Linked DNA regions of Mus musculus: all the other regions are linked to region 1. A link is a contact called in public HiChIP or PLAC-seq data. All regions are on one chromosome and are shown on one strand. Each heading gives the region's core, a stretch centred on a gene start, on an enhancer-like site or on the middle of the called end of the contact. The rest is flanking DNA. Distances are from core to core; before and after follow the strand shown. Region 1 holds the start of Llph (LLP homolog, long-term synaptic facilitation (Aplysia)). Region 2 holds the start of 4921513I03Rik (RIKEN cDNA 4921513I03 gene). Region 3 overlaps Msrb3 (methionine sulfoxide reductase B3). Region 4 has its middle 6.4 kb from the start of Gm35182.

Region 1 (4,253 bases), core at 527-3,026:
AACATGGAAACTGCACTGGAGTTCTCTAAAAGAGTAGCAAGCACCCTTCAAAATCACTGAGCCATTTGTCAGCTCATTCTTCACCTCTAAAAATGTCTAGTTTATAAGTGGAAAATCACTGGTGTAAAATAGATTTGATAAAAATGAACGGTGTTTATATTTAATGGCAACAAATTTCATATGGTTAGTTTTTATAAGAGCTTTTTCATGCCAAATTGTGGAATGTGTCTTAATACATAATAGGTTGATTTTATTTTCCAAATTTCTGTTCAAAAGCCACAGCCTTTTGGTACATGAAGCTGCCAATTTAGAGCATCTGTAAGGTTGATTTTTCAAACCCAGGGCATGCACGCTTCCTCTTGTTATAATGCCAACTGTATTTTTCCTGGGTTAAAAATCTCAGTGCTTGCTCCACTATATGCATGGTTTCTTCAAAAAGACACAGCTCTTCTAGCAATTAAACAGGGATTTTATAAGTCATCACTTATAAAGGGGGCTGGAGACCTGGTTCAGTGGTTAAGAGCACCTCTTGCTCTTGCAGAAGACCTGGGTTCAGTTCTGTGGTGATTTGGATATGCTTGGCTCATGGGAAGTGGCAATATTGGGAGGTGAGGCCTCATTGGAATAGGTGTGACTTTATTGGATGAAGTGTGTCACTGTGTAGGTGGGCTTTAAGGTCCCTAGTGCTCAAGCTCCAGCCAGTTCAGAAGAGAACCTCTGGCTGCCTTCAGATCTGGGCTTCTCCAGCGCCATGTCTGCCTGCATGCTGTCATGCTTCCTGCTATGACGACAATGGACTGAACCTCTGAAACTGTGAGCCAGTCCCAAATAAATGTTTTACTTTTTAAGAGTTGCTTTGGTTATGGTGTCTTCACAGTAATGGAAGTAAAACTAAGTAAAACTGGTTCCCAGCACCCCTGTGGTGACTCACAACCAACTGTAAATCCAGTTCAAGGGATGAGATGGCCTCTTCTGGCCTCTTCTGGTACCAGGCACACATGTGGTACACATACATGCTTGAATGTGGTGATCTGTTGAAAACACTGTTTCCAGGTAAGTCTGGGTAGTTAACGTTTGTTGCCTAATCACCCACTGAAGATCAATGAATGAGGTACTATCTAGGCCCTAAGACACTCTTCTTATCTTTCACAAGTGTTAAAGAGACTTGCGTATCGCCCATAGCTTGTGCAATATTAGAAGCACATGCAAAAACCACACCTTTTTTTGTAAACTCATTCACCCTAGGTTAGCTTTGTCTCAGGTATGTAATAGTTTGGACAGATCAACATTGGTTGAAATAGCTTGTTTTACCCTTTAAATTCGTGGGGATAAGGAAAGATTATTCTGTTGGGTGACACTTTGAAATATAACTGGCATGCAGTCGACGTGACGTATTTAAGTTGTACAATTTGATACATCCTCACAGCCGCGTACCTCCTAGGATCCTCAGCCGAAATGAGAAAATTTCTAGACTGCAATTAAACAAAAACAAAACTCAGAAAGGGCTCCAGGATGATCAGAGCTGAGCAATCCCTTTGGTATCCTTTCTCGTGAGGCTGTCACAGACAGGGCCCCCGGCCAGGCTTGGCCCATCCAAGGCTTTGAGATGCTTTGATTTATAATTTGCCACTCCCGACAGGAAATTCCTTAAACTTTCTCCTGTAGGTGTAGGGGTCAGCCAAAGCCTCGGGATGACAGAGACAGCTGGTTGACCACGCCTCCCCAAAGACCACGCCTCTCAAGGATCCCGGCATGCTGTGCGCTGGCCCCTGAACGGAAGCCGGAAGCGCCTGTACTTCCGGTTGGCGTCCCACGCGTGGTGCGCGGTGTTGTCTCTCAGGTGAGTTGCGTGGGCTTTGGACTCAACTCCGCGGCGTGAAGGACTGGCTCGGACCCTGCCTCCGCGGCGAGACCTGACCGCATCCTCGCTCGGTGCGGGGCTCGGGAGGGCGAGGCTCGGGGTCCCGCACACGGACCACTGGTGATTGCTGACGCTCAGGGGACCTCACCCAGCCACCCCACGGTTCTCGTGACCTGTACGGTGTGCAGCAGAGCGGTGGCCCCGGGGGATCCGGCTCAGCCCCGCAGTCCGCAGACGGGGACGGTAGCTCCGGGTTGAAGCCGAACTTGGTAGAAAGGAGCTGACAGGAGTCGGAGGATCAGAGCGAGCCTTAGGGAGAGCCATTTCCAGACCTAGATCGGAGATGTGACGGTCCTGAAGTGGGCGTTGTGCGGACTGGAGCTTGCGTGCGTGTGGGGCTAGAGAGTAAGTCGGAGGCCCGAGAGGAGCGGGATGAGCTTTGATACACGAGGGGAGGAGTCTTTAAAAGGCAGGGAGCTATGGTTTAAGCTGTTAAAAGTTCACACTAAAGATGTGGTGACGGATATTGGATAAGAACAGCGCAATAGGTGATTTTAAGGCGGAGCTGTTCGCTTTCTGTGTCTACTATGCATAGCTGCTCTTTGAGAACGGCTTGAATTAACGACTTGTTCCTACTTAAAGGGGCCTGACGTGTCCGGACTTAGTCCTTTCATGCTCTGCGCTGATTATTACATAAGCTAAGCATGAGGGCACAGCACAACTTCTCTTCCATCTGTCCCAGTTCTGAAGAGAAGGCTGCTTGGCCACGTCCTTGCCAGTCAAGGGTGTGAGCAGTAAACCTTTTGTTTGTGTTTCTGTTCACCGCCAGGTGAAGCATGGCTAAAAGCCTGCGGAGTAAGTGGAAGAGGAAGATGCGGGCCGAGAAGAGAAAGAAGAATGCGCCAAGGGAGCTCAACAGACTGAAGAGTATCCTCAGAGTGGACGGGGATGCTCTAATGAAAGACGTTGAGGAGATAGCAACCGTGGTGGTAGCCAAACCTCGCCAGGAGAAAATGCAGTGTGAGGAAGGGCGGTGTGACGGCGCAGATGAGGAAAAGGGTGAGCCTCGGTCTTCATTTACATGGTTTTTCTAAAAAATGATCCACTTTTCTCTTAGGGGTCGGTCTCTCTCTGTCTTTTTAAAGCCGTCTTCTACCCATTCTACTTGTCCCTAGTGTCAAGTCCAAAAGAAACTGGGGACAAATGGCTAGCTGTGGAGCTTATTAGATAATAAAGTACATGCTGGCACCCTGGTTCCTCTCAGCTCCTCCCCCCAACCCCCAAGTGTCTCCACTTCACAAGCCTCCCTCTCACTCCCATATAACACTGCCGTCTCGGCCGTGCTTCTCTCGGCTCCTGGATCCTCTCGTTCCTCTCAGTCGCCTTTACCCCACTTCTCTTCCTCTCTTGCCTCCCCAACCCCCACCCCACTTTCTCTCCTCTCATGGCCTGGTTCAGTCCACTGGCGATGTTTTGTCTTCTTTCTCTCCTGCTCTGGACTCTTCTGACTGTACCTTCCCTCATTTCGACAGTAAACACTTCCTCTTCAATCACACTTGGAGCTGTCCTGTGCTCACTGTATGCACCTCACATACCTGGTGTGTTCACGTCTTTATCCTTTGGAAGCTTACGTTTCTTTTAGAGACTGTGCTAAGCTGTTTCACAGTCAGTGTTTGTGAATAGCATCGCTGAGCTGTTTAGAATGGATCTTCAGCAATTACACAGCAGCTTGAATGCCCCAGGCACTGATGGTACTGCGGGATGGAGCTTAGCATCTAGGCAGATGTTTAATTACCCTGGAAAGTCACAGAATCTCACTTTTGTTTGCATCTTTTTAGAGACCCCTGTGTATTGTTACTCATTGGAGGCTCTGTATAATGCTGGATTCAGCAAAGAAAGGGGTGTTTGTTTTTAATGCCCCTGCTTGGCAGCTAAAGGAAGCACTCATATGAGGGGCATTGACTACACTTCCAGAGGACCCAGGTTCAGTTCCCAGCACCCACACGGCAGCTCACAACTGTCAGTAGCTCCAGGATCTGACATCCACACAGACAGACATGCAGGCAAAGCTTCAGTGTAGGTCTTTTTTTAAAAGGCACTCTTAAGGTAGAAGTGTGTTCATGTCTTGAAGGCCAAGGACCCCAAAGTTCTTAGTGCTTAATCCGAAGTGTTAGCGTCCCATTCTTCCAAAGAGAAACCCTCCTGTCTGGTTTCTGTTGGTCTGCTCTGCTTCCGCTGCCCCTGAGAGGTTTGAGACTTGAACTGGCTGTGTCCCTTTCAGCACACACAGCACCTCTGCAACTCTTTTCTTGGCTGCGCCCCCCTAGGAGTTTCTCTCCCTGTCCTTCCAACCCCGAGACGGACAGCTGCTGATGCCGTTGGTCTTCTATGG
Region 2 (3,907 bases), core at 1,404-3,903, 540 kb after region 1:
CCACCACCGTTGGCCCAAGTAGCGAGCTTCCAAATCCAATGATGACGTCATCCATAGGCGACGTGGACGCGTGCATCTGTTGCTATGGCAACCATTATAGTTCACCTGCCCGCCCTCATCTGCGTCAGAATTGCACAGCAGTGTGCATCAGTGTGTGAAAAGACAGAGCCCCCCCCCCCTATCTTTTCTCTTTCCTTATTCGTTGTCCCCATTTTGTCGTTTTCTCCACAATAAACCTCTCTCCCTTGGAACTGTGCTGGCCTGGTGTGAACTGTCCAGATGAGCCACGATTCTAAACACAACACCCCTATCTCAGTAAGCATGGTCCTTGGTGTTGAGAGATGGACTCTTGTCACAGATGTAGAAAGGAATGAAACAGTGAACGTCCAAGCCATCCTGTCTAAATCTGTCTTCTTTTTCAGTCCCAACAGAGACACGCTTAGCTTCCCGTTCAAGGGAAATGTTTGTTTCGAGTCCTAGAAGGTCCAGTTGTTTCTCTGTCAAGCTGGGACATCCCCAGCCTCCCATACTTATCTCTGTGACAGACAAGATTGAAATACGTGACTGGAGCTGCACAGGTAGATTGCTTTGTTCAAATTAACCAAATTCCGCAAACAGAAGTCAGGATCGAGGAGGAGAACGAGGTCAAGTCCACTGGGGGCCACGGAACCACACCGGCCTGGTGTGTAGATCTCACTCCCCTCTGCACCCTGCCTGTACGGCTCTGCCTTTCTTGTCTTAATGCCCAGCTGTTTCTCACTGGTTTGCTTTCTGAGGCCCCTCCAGCTGACGTAGGATAGTTCTGCTTCACTGAGTGACATCCGCAAATAGGCCACTATCTGTTACTCACTGTTTCTCTCAGATTTCCTTCTGCTGTAGACCATCCTCAGGATACCTATATCTCTCTGGCTGACAGCACACGCACACACACACACACACACACACACACACACACACACACACACACACACACTTTTGTCTTTGGCAGAGTGCTATAGCTGCCCAGGCCACACACTGGCCACTCTGGCAGTCAAGCTGCTAGACCTGACGGATGTCACATGGCCGCCCTGGGGCCTCTCCCGGATCTGTTCTCTACAAGAGAGATTTATTTCCCTGATGTTTTAGGACAGGAAAAGACTCGTTTCTTGGAGGCCTGCCAAGAAGGGGGTGATCCACCCAGGAAACAAACAAGACCCTTCCCCTCTCTCTCTCTCTCTGTCTTTCCTGCTTTCCTGTGTCAAGTACTCCCAGGGCAACTCCCCCTGAGTGGAAAGAAAGCTGTCAGGATGAAAGGACCCTGCTTATGATGAACAGCTGCTGGCTGGACCCATGCAGGAAGAACCAGCCTCAAGTTAACTCCTTGTTCCCAGCCAGCCAGGAACTGACTGCATCCAGACTTCTGAAGCCACAGCTCTGAATGAAGCAGCTTTTTATGAATGGAGAGCCATGCCAAAGGTCTTCAAAGCCCATGGGATCTCCTGAGCATATCTTCACTCCCCCCGGTCTTTCACAATAGACACCCTAACGTGTCCACCCCAGGAATCGAGAGGCTCAGACCTCTGGATCTACCACTCTTCCCTAGTTTTTTGGAAGACCTCAGCCTGTTGCTGTTCAGAGGCACAAATGGCACTGCCAGTGAGTGGAATAGCATCTGAAAGCTGCCTTAGTTTGCACAGTCAGTTCTATCAGAACAGGGAAAAGAAGGGCACATCCTAAAGACACGTTCTGTGTAGTCAGAAGTCCTGTAGACAGAAGGTCTATAAAGCTTCAGGTTCTGTTAAATTACTGCAGGAATCAATCTTAGCCATGCTTTCCAATGCAGCAAAATGTGATTATTTTTCCAAAGGGAAAAACGAGCCCCAGTTTGCAGTAGATGAACAATCAGGTGGGAAGAACTGGGCACAATTCTGCACCCAGGATCAGCCTCAAACCTTCCCTCAGCATCTGCTGAAGGCTCCAGCTCCATCCTATAATAGCGAACAGGATAAGAGTATCAGCTCACAGGAGAAACATATCTATACATTGATAGCTGTACATTAGTTGTAGGTACTACAAAAACTCAAAGACTATCGGAGAAAAACTTTAAAGAACAGTTTCCTTTGAGCTCATAGTTTAGTTATTTCAGTCCTATGGTCACCTGGTTCCCTTGTCTGTGAATTATAGTGATGCAGACTATGTGATGGTCTAACTCTGATCAACAACTTTATTGGATTAAGAAACCACCAAGGCATTAGTGAGTCACACCTTACCTCTGAACTTATCTGTGAGCCTTTTTCTAGAGAGGAATGACTAAGAGGGTAAGACCTTTCCTGAACATAGTAGAGACCTTCCCATGCACTGCGGACTTGGCTGGATAAAAAGAGGACTTGGCTGGATAAAAAAAACGGGAGAGGAGAAAGCCTCTGAGCTCCGTCATTCCCTCCTCTCCTTTTCCTGGTCCGCTGAGATGTGAATCAGCAGCCTCATGCTTCTGCTGCCACGCCTGCTAGCCACTCCCACTACCATGCCTGTGAGCCACGCCCACTGCTATGCCTGATAGCCACTCCCACTGCCATGCCTGATAGCCACTCCCATCGCGATGCTTTCATGATTGTGACAAACTATACTCGCAAACCATGATCCAAAAGAAAACCTCCTTCTCTCGCATTTGGTCACAGCTGCTGGAAAAACAATAGAGAACAATGTGGAGGAAAGCAGTCGGGGTGGAGCAGGGCTTCTGATCTCACTGCAGCTGGGTAACAGCATGTGAATTCGGGCAAGGTAAGCCATTCAAAGGTACCCTCCCAACCCGCCACTTCCAGTTAGGTCATACCTCCCAAAAACACACTCAATGATGAAGTCATCAGTAGAATGGTCTGTTGGTGTGGTTGGTATCCTTCTTATCCATCTACTTCTCAACAAAACTGCCAGACTCAAAACCTGAGACTTTGAGGGGCATTCGAGGGGCATATCACTCAGGGTTCTCTAGAGGAACAGATCCAATAGAACGTATATTACAGAGGTAATCCATTATGATGGCTTACAGGATAGGTGCACTCGTGCCTGCTGTGTGTGTGTGTGTGTGTGTGTGTGTGTGTGTGTGTGTGTGTGTGTGTCTGTGTGTGTGTGTGTCTGTGTGTATGTGCTGTTACCTGCAGAGGTCAGGAGGGGGCGCATATCTCTTGGAGCTGGAGTTAGGAGTGGTCGCACAGAACTCAGAACCTCCGGGGGAACAGCAAGTTCTCTGAACTGCTGAGGCATCTCTCAGGCCCTCTGCCAGAATCCTTTGAGTAGATCCGCCCTTCACTCTTCTCCAAGGTTTTAAATCTCTTCGTGAAAAAAAAAACAGAATCAGACAAACTTAAGTACCATCATCTCCTTACAACGAGCAAAGAATGTTATTTCAGGATAACTCTGTAGGTTCAGCAGGATGGAAATTCCCACTTTCCTCTAAACACCATAAAACAAATACAGGATCGGGAAGCCCCGCTCTTACTGTTCCCACGGGTTTCCCAGATAAGAGTCGTATCTGTCTTTTCCACTTCACTGGCCTTCGGTCTAGTTGGTTTGTTCTCAGAGTGAAAAGGATGGTGGTATTGTGTGGTACTGAGACGAGCTGCCGTTATTGGCAGCTGTCAATCTGCCACTGTGCTCCACCACTGCTCCACATTGGCTGAGATGGAGCCGGACTTCACGTGAGGTATGGCGGTTGTGTGAGTCATGGCCATCACATTAGGCAAGCCAGACTATGATCAATACTAGGATTTTATTTTCACTCTAAGAGCTTATATCTCGAAGACCAGAGCACACTGCACAAGAGTCTGACTAGCTCTGTCGGTTAGTCTTTATCGGGGCTGCTAACAGGAGGATGGGCGAGGGGTTACTCACAGGAGCAGGGTTGACTCAAAGGCAGGCACATCACAGAAAA
Region 3 (4,110 bases), core at 94-2,593, 590 kb after region 1:
CTGTTCAATGGCCAGTGTTTTTCTTATTTCCATTGAACGGTGTCCAGGTATGGATTGCCATACTCTCATAGAGAGATTCATGCTTTCTTTCTTTCTTTTTTAACCTTGTTGTCATTAAAATAAGAAGTTTAAATCACAAAATGGTAAGGCTATAATGTGTTGTCAGCCTAGACATGCAAGGGTGGATGATATTTTTCCTTATTGACATTTTCTTGAGAAGGGCAAATTGCCTTGTCTGTCAGTTTAAAACTCTAGTTCTGATATGCTCAGCTTCTCCACCTCGCTCAGCTTCTCCATCTTGCTCAGCTTTCAGCGTCTCATATTCTGCTCTGCACTTTCGTGCTTTGGGGCATCAACGCAGTCTGTTCTTTGATTTCCTTACCACGGTGCGGAGCTCCCTTTTAACTAAAGAGCCTAACAGCGACACTGGATGCTTTTTATTCCTTGGATTTTTTTTTTTCTTCTCCACCCTTCGGGATAATTATATTCGGTCCTGCCTTTTTATATCCTGTTGTTTAGAACCTCCTAACCTTCTCCACCCGGGCTTTATTTAAAAGAACAAACTCTCCCGCCTCTACTCTCTACACTAGCCCGTGCTCATTAGGTTTCTTAATCCTCCATAATTTGCTTTCATGAAATCCTATACCTTTGAGATGCTGTGTTCTGTTTTCCTGAGGAGAGCTACTCCAAGCAGGGCAGAAGCAACGAGCACAAAACCTAAGTTTATCCGCTTTCCTCTAGAAAACTTTGCTTTGAATGCTTATTGGCCATGAAACTATACCTTTTAGCTTGGTATTTCATCTCTTTGCCCAAACACTGCCTGAGATGTCCTGAGCAACAGCATACAGCTACAGGCAGTCTTTCACAGACAAGTAATTAACTTGTAAGCGTCAGAATCCTAGAAAAAAAAAAATCACAATATCCCACTGTGTTGCTGACTGGTAAGTTCAAACTATGACTTTGCATTACACTTAGAATTTAGAAGAGAATAAAACCCACGCGTGTTTCTGCGGTTATTCTGCGAGGGTGTGAATGACACCATGGTCTTCGTCCTCACTGAAGACCTGAGTCCTTTCAACCGCTCCTCCACCTAGCTTTGCCCCATCCCCTTCCTTGACACTTCTGCTAAGGGGCATATATTCAGAACCGACAAAAGAGCACGTGTTTTCCATTTTATTTCTAGCTTTCTAGGAGCTTTTGTTAAGGTAAAAAATTGTTTTGGTTTGTGGGCTGAAAGAGTTAATGAATTTTCCAAAGGTGCCAAGCTTCACTCCAGCAAAGTTCACACTCTCAGCTCTGTGCGAGTGAGCACGCGACCCCACCCCCTTCCAGATGACAGAGAGCAAAGCCAGAGTTCCTTATTTAACTGGTTTGCATCCACGCCCTGACCTCCGGGGCTCTGTTTATATAGTCTATCATGCAAAATACTCTGCAGTTCTCTGCCTTCAAAAGCATGTCTCGCCTGAGATTTGATATATGGCTTTCATGTTTGATCACTGCATTAAACCCAATGCTCTGCTTCCTCCAGCATCGGCTAGCTTCCTGCTTGGGTGGTGGGCTGAAATGCACAGCTTCTTGCTAGTGCTGAACATAAAAGGAAGTCTGTTTTACTCTCTTAATAAAGTGGCCAATTCCACGAGCTCGTAGGCAAGAGACATGCACTAGGAGCTCACGTCTAGCACAGAAACTTCCCAGCTTCTTTAGAAAGAAGGCCAGCTCACTACTCTCATCACGTGGGGCTGGAGAGATGGCTCAGCAGTTAAGAGCACTGACTGCTCTTCCAAAGGTCCTGAGTTCAAATCCCAGCAACCACATGGTGGCTCACAACCATCTGTAATGCGATCTGATGCCCTCTTCTGGTGTGTCTGGAGACAGCTACAGTGTACTCATATAAATATAATAAATAAATTTTTAAAAAAAGAAAAAAAAGAAATTACTGGACATTAATCTAGCCTACTTGACGAGCTCTATGCCAGAGAAATAGAGTCAGACGTGATGGTACCTGCCTTTAGTCCACCAAAGGTTATCGCCCTAGCCTCCATATACACATGCATGTACACACCACACACACACATATTCATAAACATGCACACATGTGCACACACATAAATTTAAAATATAGCAGAAGGTTGTCCATTGGCTTCTTTTACATATATACATATATATATAATAAGCAAGCCTTTATGTTATTTTCTTCGTTGATAATTTAGTGTGTGCTCAACAGCTGTTTGGTTTTTTTTTTTTTTTTTAATTATATGATGGTAGTGAGAGCCTACCTTTCACCTCAGCCTGACGCTCATCTATACAAACCACAAATGTTGTTCATAAACTGGTTACTTCACTTAATAAACCCTAAGTGCATATATGTATGTGCATATATGCAAAATATGTCCGCACACACTTAGATAACCTTTGAAATCCTGGGCTTCCCTAGTCATTGATCACCATATTTAATATGGTGCTGGTTTTCAGCCAAAGATCTTGCTTTGCCAATCTGTGCACAGCATTAAACCCAGCTGCATCCGATGGACAATAAAGAAGCTGAACCTCTTAGAGCTGTACATTTCATTGTCCCAATGTTTTCTCATTCGTAACCAAAATTTGCATGATAGAAAACTTGGAAGAGCAAACGCCGCGTTCCCTTCCTCTGGTTCCTCGTTGGTGGTGAGCTTAGAGTTTAGCGCTCAGAAGGGGGGAAAAACATACTTATTTCTTAATTTTAAAACATCTAAATGTACTCCTTAGCTCAATGCGAAAATCAAAGTACACATAAACTTTTAATTCCTACTTCCCGTAAGACTTCAGACATCTCTAACTGTAGTTTTCAAAGATATGTGCACGTTGTCTAACAGACATTCAAATAATTGAAACTGGAGAAAAGAGTTGTGGGCAAAAACCGTAGGTCAAAGGAGTGAAATGTGAGCCTGTACAGATGTTATAACTATTTCCGCGATAAACACTAGCCTTCTGTACACGAATTTAGCAGCCCACTTTAATTTGGATTAGAAATCTTAACATAAATTATTTGACTTTGACACTAGCAGCCTAATATTTCAGATTCATACATTATTCACCGCTTTCACTTTTAAAAGGAACCTACTGGACTTCCTTACTTTTTAAAAGCCACATTCAAGGTCTTGGACCTTAAAACCAACTTCTTGTCTGATTTTTAAAGAACGGAATTATATAATCAGTGAGCAGCTGTTATTACCTTATTATTTGGTGACTGGCAGGTTTTTTTTAAGGCATGTAGTTTTTGTGTGATTTTAATCTCCATCAATTTATTTATTACTATGCTTAGAGATTTCAACTATTAAAGACATTTTCATCCTGATGCAATTTCTCAGGGGTCAATGGTCAAGTGTCATCAATGTCATGCCATCTTTAGTCTTCATACTGTGAACACTTTGTGTCTGACTTTTTTTTTTTACCTTGTTGCAACAGTGACATGCCTGGGGGACTTAAAAGTCCCAGAACATTGGGACTAGAAAGGGTCTTGGAATCCTAGCATTCAAACCAGGTGGATTTTTCTAGGCCAAATCTATAGACGTCGTCAGCTAAGAGTCCCTCTCAACTGGAGAAAGTCGCACAGCTGGAGTGGCCAAGGATGATCAGGCTCATGAGAGGGAGAGGCTGGGGAGCCCTGTGACACCACTCTCAGAAGGAATTTACAGCCACTCCACACGCTAAGGTGTTTTAGGCTGAGACACAGTGAAACTCATAACTAAAAGTGTGACTTCTAAATCAACAAGTTATGTCATTTCCCCCTGCAAATTATTATCTATTAGGGTTGAAAACTAATGTCGATGTATTAAAATCCATCACAGGGCAAATTTTGCATCTTACTAGAGAACAGCACTGGGAGCTCCGCCTTGCACAGATCTCAGTGGCAGGTGAAGGACTCAGCCTGGCAAGCAAGAGCACTCTACGACCACACCCATGCTTAATGACAGAGAGCAACCCAGTATGGCTGAGAGCACCACTGTTGATAAACTCTGGCCTGGTAGATACAGAGCAAGGCGATCTTAATTTTCTATGATCCCCCCAATAAAACATTAAAACGTCTATGTCATAGATGAATTTCCAACTCTATGGTACAAAACCCTTCAT
Region 4 (4,368 bases), core at 123-2,622, 520 kb after region 1:
CCCTGAAGCTTGCCTGCTCCTTCTACCAAGCTGCTGCTTGGCTGTCTACTGCTGAAAATGGCAGGGTCCTTGCCTCTTAACTCAAAAGACATGTCTCGCCTCCCTCTCTCCCTCTTTCTTCCTCTCTTCCTCTCTGTCTCTCTGTGTGTCCCTCTCTCTCTGTCTCTCTCTCTCTCTCTGTTTCTCTCTGTGTGTCTCTGTCTCTCTTTTTCTCTGTCTCTCTCTTCCTCCCCTCTTGGCAGCTGCCAAAACTTACAGTTTGTCTACTCTGTTTCTTTTCTCTCAAACTCTAATAAACTTGTCCCAGAGTTTCCTTGGAGTCCATTTCTAAAGTCTTTTATTAACAAGAGTAAAAACCCCCAAGGAGGGAACCCCCAGTTATCCCAGAAACAATAATGCTAGATCCAAGAAAAGGGAGCTCTCAGGGTTCCCGCCTTTCACACAGCTGACCCAAACCAAATAGTTATTTGCCAGTCGCTCAACCATCTTACACCAAACACCTCAATTCCTCCCTCAGCAGCCCATCAGGTGGGTGCTTCGACCTCGGTCTAAGCTCCTGGCACCCCTCTTTCTTCTGGCCACTCATTTGATTGCCCTCTGCATTGCTCCTTTGAGGTCTGCCGGCAGGGTTTTAGAGAGAGTGTGTGCCTCTGCCCGAGGTAACAGGATTTAGCTTTGTGTGATAGGAAGCCCGGCGCCCGCCATGTGCTGGAGTGTGGATGCTCTTTGTTAAGCTCCCGGGGTCTGGAAGGAAGCAGCTATGCTCTTGTTTAATTCCATATGAGCGGCTTTTTTATTTTTACAAATAGTCCTCTTGCTGTTAGGGAGAGTGAGGGGCATAAATCATCATGTCTTTGGCAGCCAGGATTTCGTGAGCATGGTCCTCATTAAAGTCTTTAGTTGCAGGGTTCCTGGAGACCTTGCTTTGATACCAAAAAAACATCAAACTGAAGCGCCACGGTGGGGGGGGGGGTGGCATGGAGAGGAAGGGGTGGAAACTCGGGAGGACCTCAGAATTGCTGTTGGGAAGCAGCGGGGAAATACTAGGCAGCTACCAAAAAAAAAAAAAAAAAAAAAAGTAAAAATTGCAGGAGTTATATAGCTCCTTGCTGCAGAGTCCAATCAGCACCCCCCCACACACACACCCGCCAGTCCCCCCCCCCCAAAAAAAAACCCACAAAGGCACAGAAAGCTACAGCAGCCAGAAGAACGGTCGCTGGAGATGGTGAGGGAGGGGTTGGGGGGAGGAGAAAAGTTCTCGGAGCTTTTCCCTCTCCAGACCTCTGCCCAGCAGGCCTTGGACCTCAAGGAACTAACCTTTTCCTAAGGCCTGATCTCCCCGCTGGGAGGGAATCCAATCCCCGGGCAAAGGTCGCCCGGAATAGCGCTGTGCTGCTGGCTGCGCTGTTCATTCACAAAATGAGCTCCTTTGTGATAAAGTGGGGAGAGCAGCCCGCTTGTGTGCATTCCAGGCTGGTGGTAGGAGAGCCGCCAATAGCCGCCCAGGCAGTGGGAACTCTGGCACTAGCAGCTCCTTTTTCAGAGTCGTAGCGGCCCTTCGGAGCCCCGCGCCTCCAATTCCAAGAAATCAAAGCATGTTTTAAATGTGGGGGTGGGGGGGGGTAGTGTTTGGTGGTGGCAGTTTCAAGGAACCCAGCAGTGACTGTTTTTGAAAAGTGAAAATCCTGGCTGAATCCATCTATTTTGACTGGAAGTCACAAAAATGTACCAGGCAAAGGGCCAGGCACAAGGAGCCATTCTTAAAAATCGCCCCATGGACCGGAGGAAAACCCCTTTGAGTTTTAGGTTTTTTGGTTTTGGTTTTGGTTTTGGTTTGGTTTTTGGTGTTTGATTTTTGGTGTTTAATTTTTCGGAGCAGGGTTTCTCTGTGTAGCCCTGGCTGTCCTGGAACTCACTCTGTAGACCAGGCTGACCTTGAACTCAGAAATCTGCCTGCCTCTGCCCCCCAAGTGCATGTGCCACCACTGCCTGGACCCCTTTGAGTTTTGTGTTTGGTTAAACCAAGATGAGCTGCTTCCAGAGCAGAGAGATTCATTCCTGCTGGAGCCTGTATCCTCATGTCAGTACTAAAGACACACACCAGTTGGTCTTCCCTGCCTGACCAGGCAATACTTTTTCTTTATGCAGACAAGCAATAGTCAATGTCTTTTTAAAGGCCTGAAAGAGGGAGTGTTAGCCAAAGTCACAGGGGAAAGGACAGGGCAGTGACAGAGGAGTCACCCAAGTTCAGCTTTCTGTGGCAGTGTCTGCTGATCCTGGCAGCCCTGTCCTCCCTAGTCACTTCCCAGGGAACTTACAGCCCAGCTTGTCCATTCTCCATTCCTATGTATAAACTGGCATTGCAGGGATCTACACACAACGTAAATCCTCAGTGTCATTTGGGAAACGTGTTACACTTGAAAACCAGTTTGAACATGTGTGCTCGTGCACAGACACACAGAGGGGGTGAGGGGGCAGTCTGGATTATATAGGGAGAAACCTCAGAGGGAAGGGCAGCCCAGCCCCTGGGTTAAAAAGTTCAAGGTTGGGGTCAAGGTGTGCCAGGAAGGGACTGAGGGACTCTGGGAGACCCTGGAGACCAGGTCTGCTCCATTGTGTAAAATATGTACCTCGACTCCTTGTCCCAGGGTCCGAAACCAAAGGACGACCAATTTCTCAAGTCTTTATCTGCGTATAGACTATGCAGGAACTAGCAATATGTGGATGTACGTATGTGTGAGTCTCGTTACCTTCCACCCTTCACAGAGGTCACCAACAATGGGAAGTGGCGATTGCTCCTGGTTCTGAAGGCAGACCTCAGAACTCTTGTCCTTGTATTTCATTTGTGCCTTGGATTGCTGGTTTATCAAAGGGTGTCTGTACAGCAGGACCTCGTAGACTGGAACACCCAGCAGTCTGATGCTTGTACGTCCTATCATACAGCACCATCAGAGAGTCGATCAAGTGCCTAATCTTTCCATCAAGAAAGAAAGAAAGAAAGAAAGAAAGAAAGAAAGAAAGAAAGAAAGAAGGAAAGAAGGAAGGAAGGAAGGAAGGAAGAAAGAAAGAAAGAAAGAAAGAAAGAAAGAAAGAAAGAAAGAAAGAAAGAAGAAAAGAAAACACGCTTGAAAGAGAGCCTAAAGTAAACTGAACCTGCACAAACCCTGCGTGCACAAGATCCAAGATCCGTGTGGAACTCAGAACTCTGACGTCCCACTGCCTTCCTGCAGGAGAATCCCAGGCCTGTCACACTTTCGACTGAACTTGGATCAAGTTCCCTATCAGCATTGTATTCAGGACTGCTTGTTTATGAGATATGGATACATTTCTAAAATCCCCCCCAATAAAGGGAAAGAAGAAAGACAGCGGGGTTCATGAGAGTTCTCAATTTCAGGGGTTAAAAACTTGCTTTACCGTGGCAGTGGAGGCACATAGCTTTAATGTCTGAATTTGGGAAGCAGAGCCAGGTTGGTCACTGTGAGCTCAAGACCAAGTTGTCCTTACAGCCAAAGCTACGTAGCAAGACTCTACTGCAAAAATAAACAAACAAATAAATATTAATCACAAGCCATTTCTGTGTGTGGCTAAGTAGTGTGTCCAATGGGCATTGCACATGCTCAGTGGATGTTAGTCACTATGATCTTGTTGGATTTGTTGTTTGCTTCACTTGAAAAGCAAATATCTCTGGATATAGAGTATTGTTTCCAAGACTGGACTGTGCAGCGGTAGCTGGCTGTCAGTTATGTAGCTGGTTGTTGGGGATCCAGATTGTAAATACATAGTTGCAAATCCATAGCTTGAACACAAATGAGAAAGAACGCCAAACATGACAAGGAATACCTTTACAGAGGCCATGAGAGGGACATCCTTGGCCACACAGTGGAAAATGGTTCTCAGAAAGGACCACTGAGTCCAAGCAATAAATCTTACGATGAACAAAAACAAAACGGTGTCATCTTCATAATAAAAACAATGATAAAATACCATGAATTGTGCGTCAGACTTTCCAATTCAGGATGCATTCTGAAACAAACAAACAAACCAAAAACCCCACGAAAACCCCCCAAAAAAACCTTCTCCCCAAAGCTAGAATGAGATTTGAAAGCTTCATCCTTACAGGAAACAAACAAACAAACAAACAAAAACCTAGAGATCATGACTGGGCACTGTCCTCAATCCTGGAAGACCACGATGGCAGCAGAGGGTAATAAAAAAAACTGTCTCCGAACAGAAAGGAAAAGAAGAAAGGTTTCATGAGAGTTCTTCGTTTCAGGCGTAAAACTTGCTTCAGGGCTGGCTGTTGGGCACACAGCTTTAATTCTTGAGAAGCAGAGTCAGGTAGATCACTATGAGTGCAAGGCCAACCTG

Evidence for each region. HiChIP or PLAC-seq counts read pairs in DNA pulled down with a chosen protein or histone mark.
Region 2: a contact with region 1 is called in an H3K4me3 HiChIP or PLAC-seq map of embryonic stem cells, with 3 times the contacts expected there. The contact joins the promoter of 4921513I03Rik here to the promoter of Llph in region 1. A contact is called at or near these places in 12 of 39 promoter capture datasets (the 3T3-L1 cell line, HPC-7-derived erythroid cells, the SN4741 cell line and 8 more), 9 of 115 datasets of contacts at active chromatin or transcription factors (bone marrow-derived macrophages, embryonic hindbrain, embryonic midbrain and 4 more) and 2 of 9 other capture datasets (adipose tissue and embryonic stem cells).
Region 3: a contact with region 1 is called in an H3K4me3 HiChIP or PLAC-seq map of bone marrow-derived macrophages, with 4 times the contacts expected there. The contact joins the enhancer-like site here to the promoter of Llph in region 1. A contact is called at or near these places in 8 of 39 promoter capture datasets (cranial neural crest, embryonic stem cells, frontonasal cranial neural crest and 2 more), 2 of 15 datasets of contacts at CTCF or cohesin (both in the NIH/3T3 cell line), 13 of 115 datasets of contacts at active chromatin or transcription factors (acute myeloid leukemia, bone marrow-derived macrophages, embryonic basal ganglia and 7 more) and 5 of 9 other capture datasets (adipose tissue, embryonic stem cells, embryonic tail and 2 more).
Region 4: a contact with region 1 is called in a CTCF HiChIP or PLAC-seq map of the NIH/3T3 cell line, with 8 read pairs. The contact joins the enhancer-like site here to the promoter of Llph in region 1. A contact is called at or near these places in 8 of 39 promoter capture datasets (cranial neural crest, embryonic stem cells, frontonasal cranial neural crest and 4 more), 1 of 15 datasets of contacts at CTCF or cohesin (the NIH/3T3 cell line), 13 of 115 datasets of contacts at active chromatin or transcription factors (astrocytes, bone marrow-derived macrophages, embryonic forebrain and 5 more) and 2 of 9 other capture datasets (adipose tissue and pancreatic islet).

The regions. Positions count from the first base shown.
Region 1 is chr10:120,225,284-120,229,536 of GRCm38.p6, forward strand. Llph (LLP homolog, long-term synaptic facilitation (Aplysia)) reads left to right here and starts at 1,777. Exons shown (of 3, transcript NM_025431.2): 1 at 1,777-1,840; 2 at 2,691-2,920. The coding sequence starts at 2,698.
Region 2 is chr10:120,763,079-120,766,985 of GRCm38.p6, forward strand. It overlaps 4921513I03Rik (RIKEN cDNA 4921513I03 gene), which reads left to right and starts at 2,654. Exons shown (of 3, transcript NR_038000.1): 1 at 2,654-2,760.
Region 3 is chr10:120,820,603-120,824,712 of GRCm38.p6, forward strand. All of the region lies in intron 5 of Msrb3 (methionine sulfoxide reductase B3), which reads right to left. Among named protein-coding and RNA genes, the nearest start is that of Gm15910, 35 kb to the right of the region's middle. Within about 2 kb of position 1,344, at least 18 of the 459 cell types and tissues checked have an H3K27ac peak or open chromatin away from gene starts, as enhancers often do. A contact at or near this core is called in bone marrow-derived macrophages, where this site is marked.
Region 4 is chr10:120,743,894-120,748,261 of GRCm38.p6, forward strand. No RefSeq gene overlaps it. Among named protein-coding and RNA genes, the nearest start is that of Gm35182, 6.4 kb to the right of the region's middle. Within about 2 kb of position 1,373, at least 150 of the 459 cell types and tissues checked have an H3K27ac peak or open chromatin away from gene starts, as enhancers often do. A contact at or near this core is called in the NIH/3T3 cell line, embryonic forebrain, embryonic limb bud and 5 more, where this site is marked.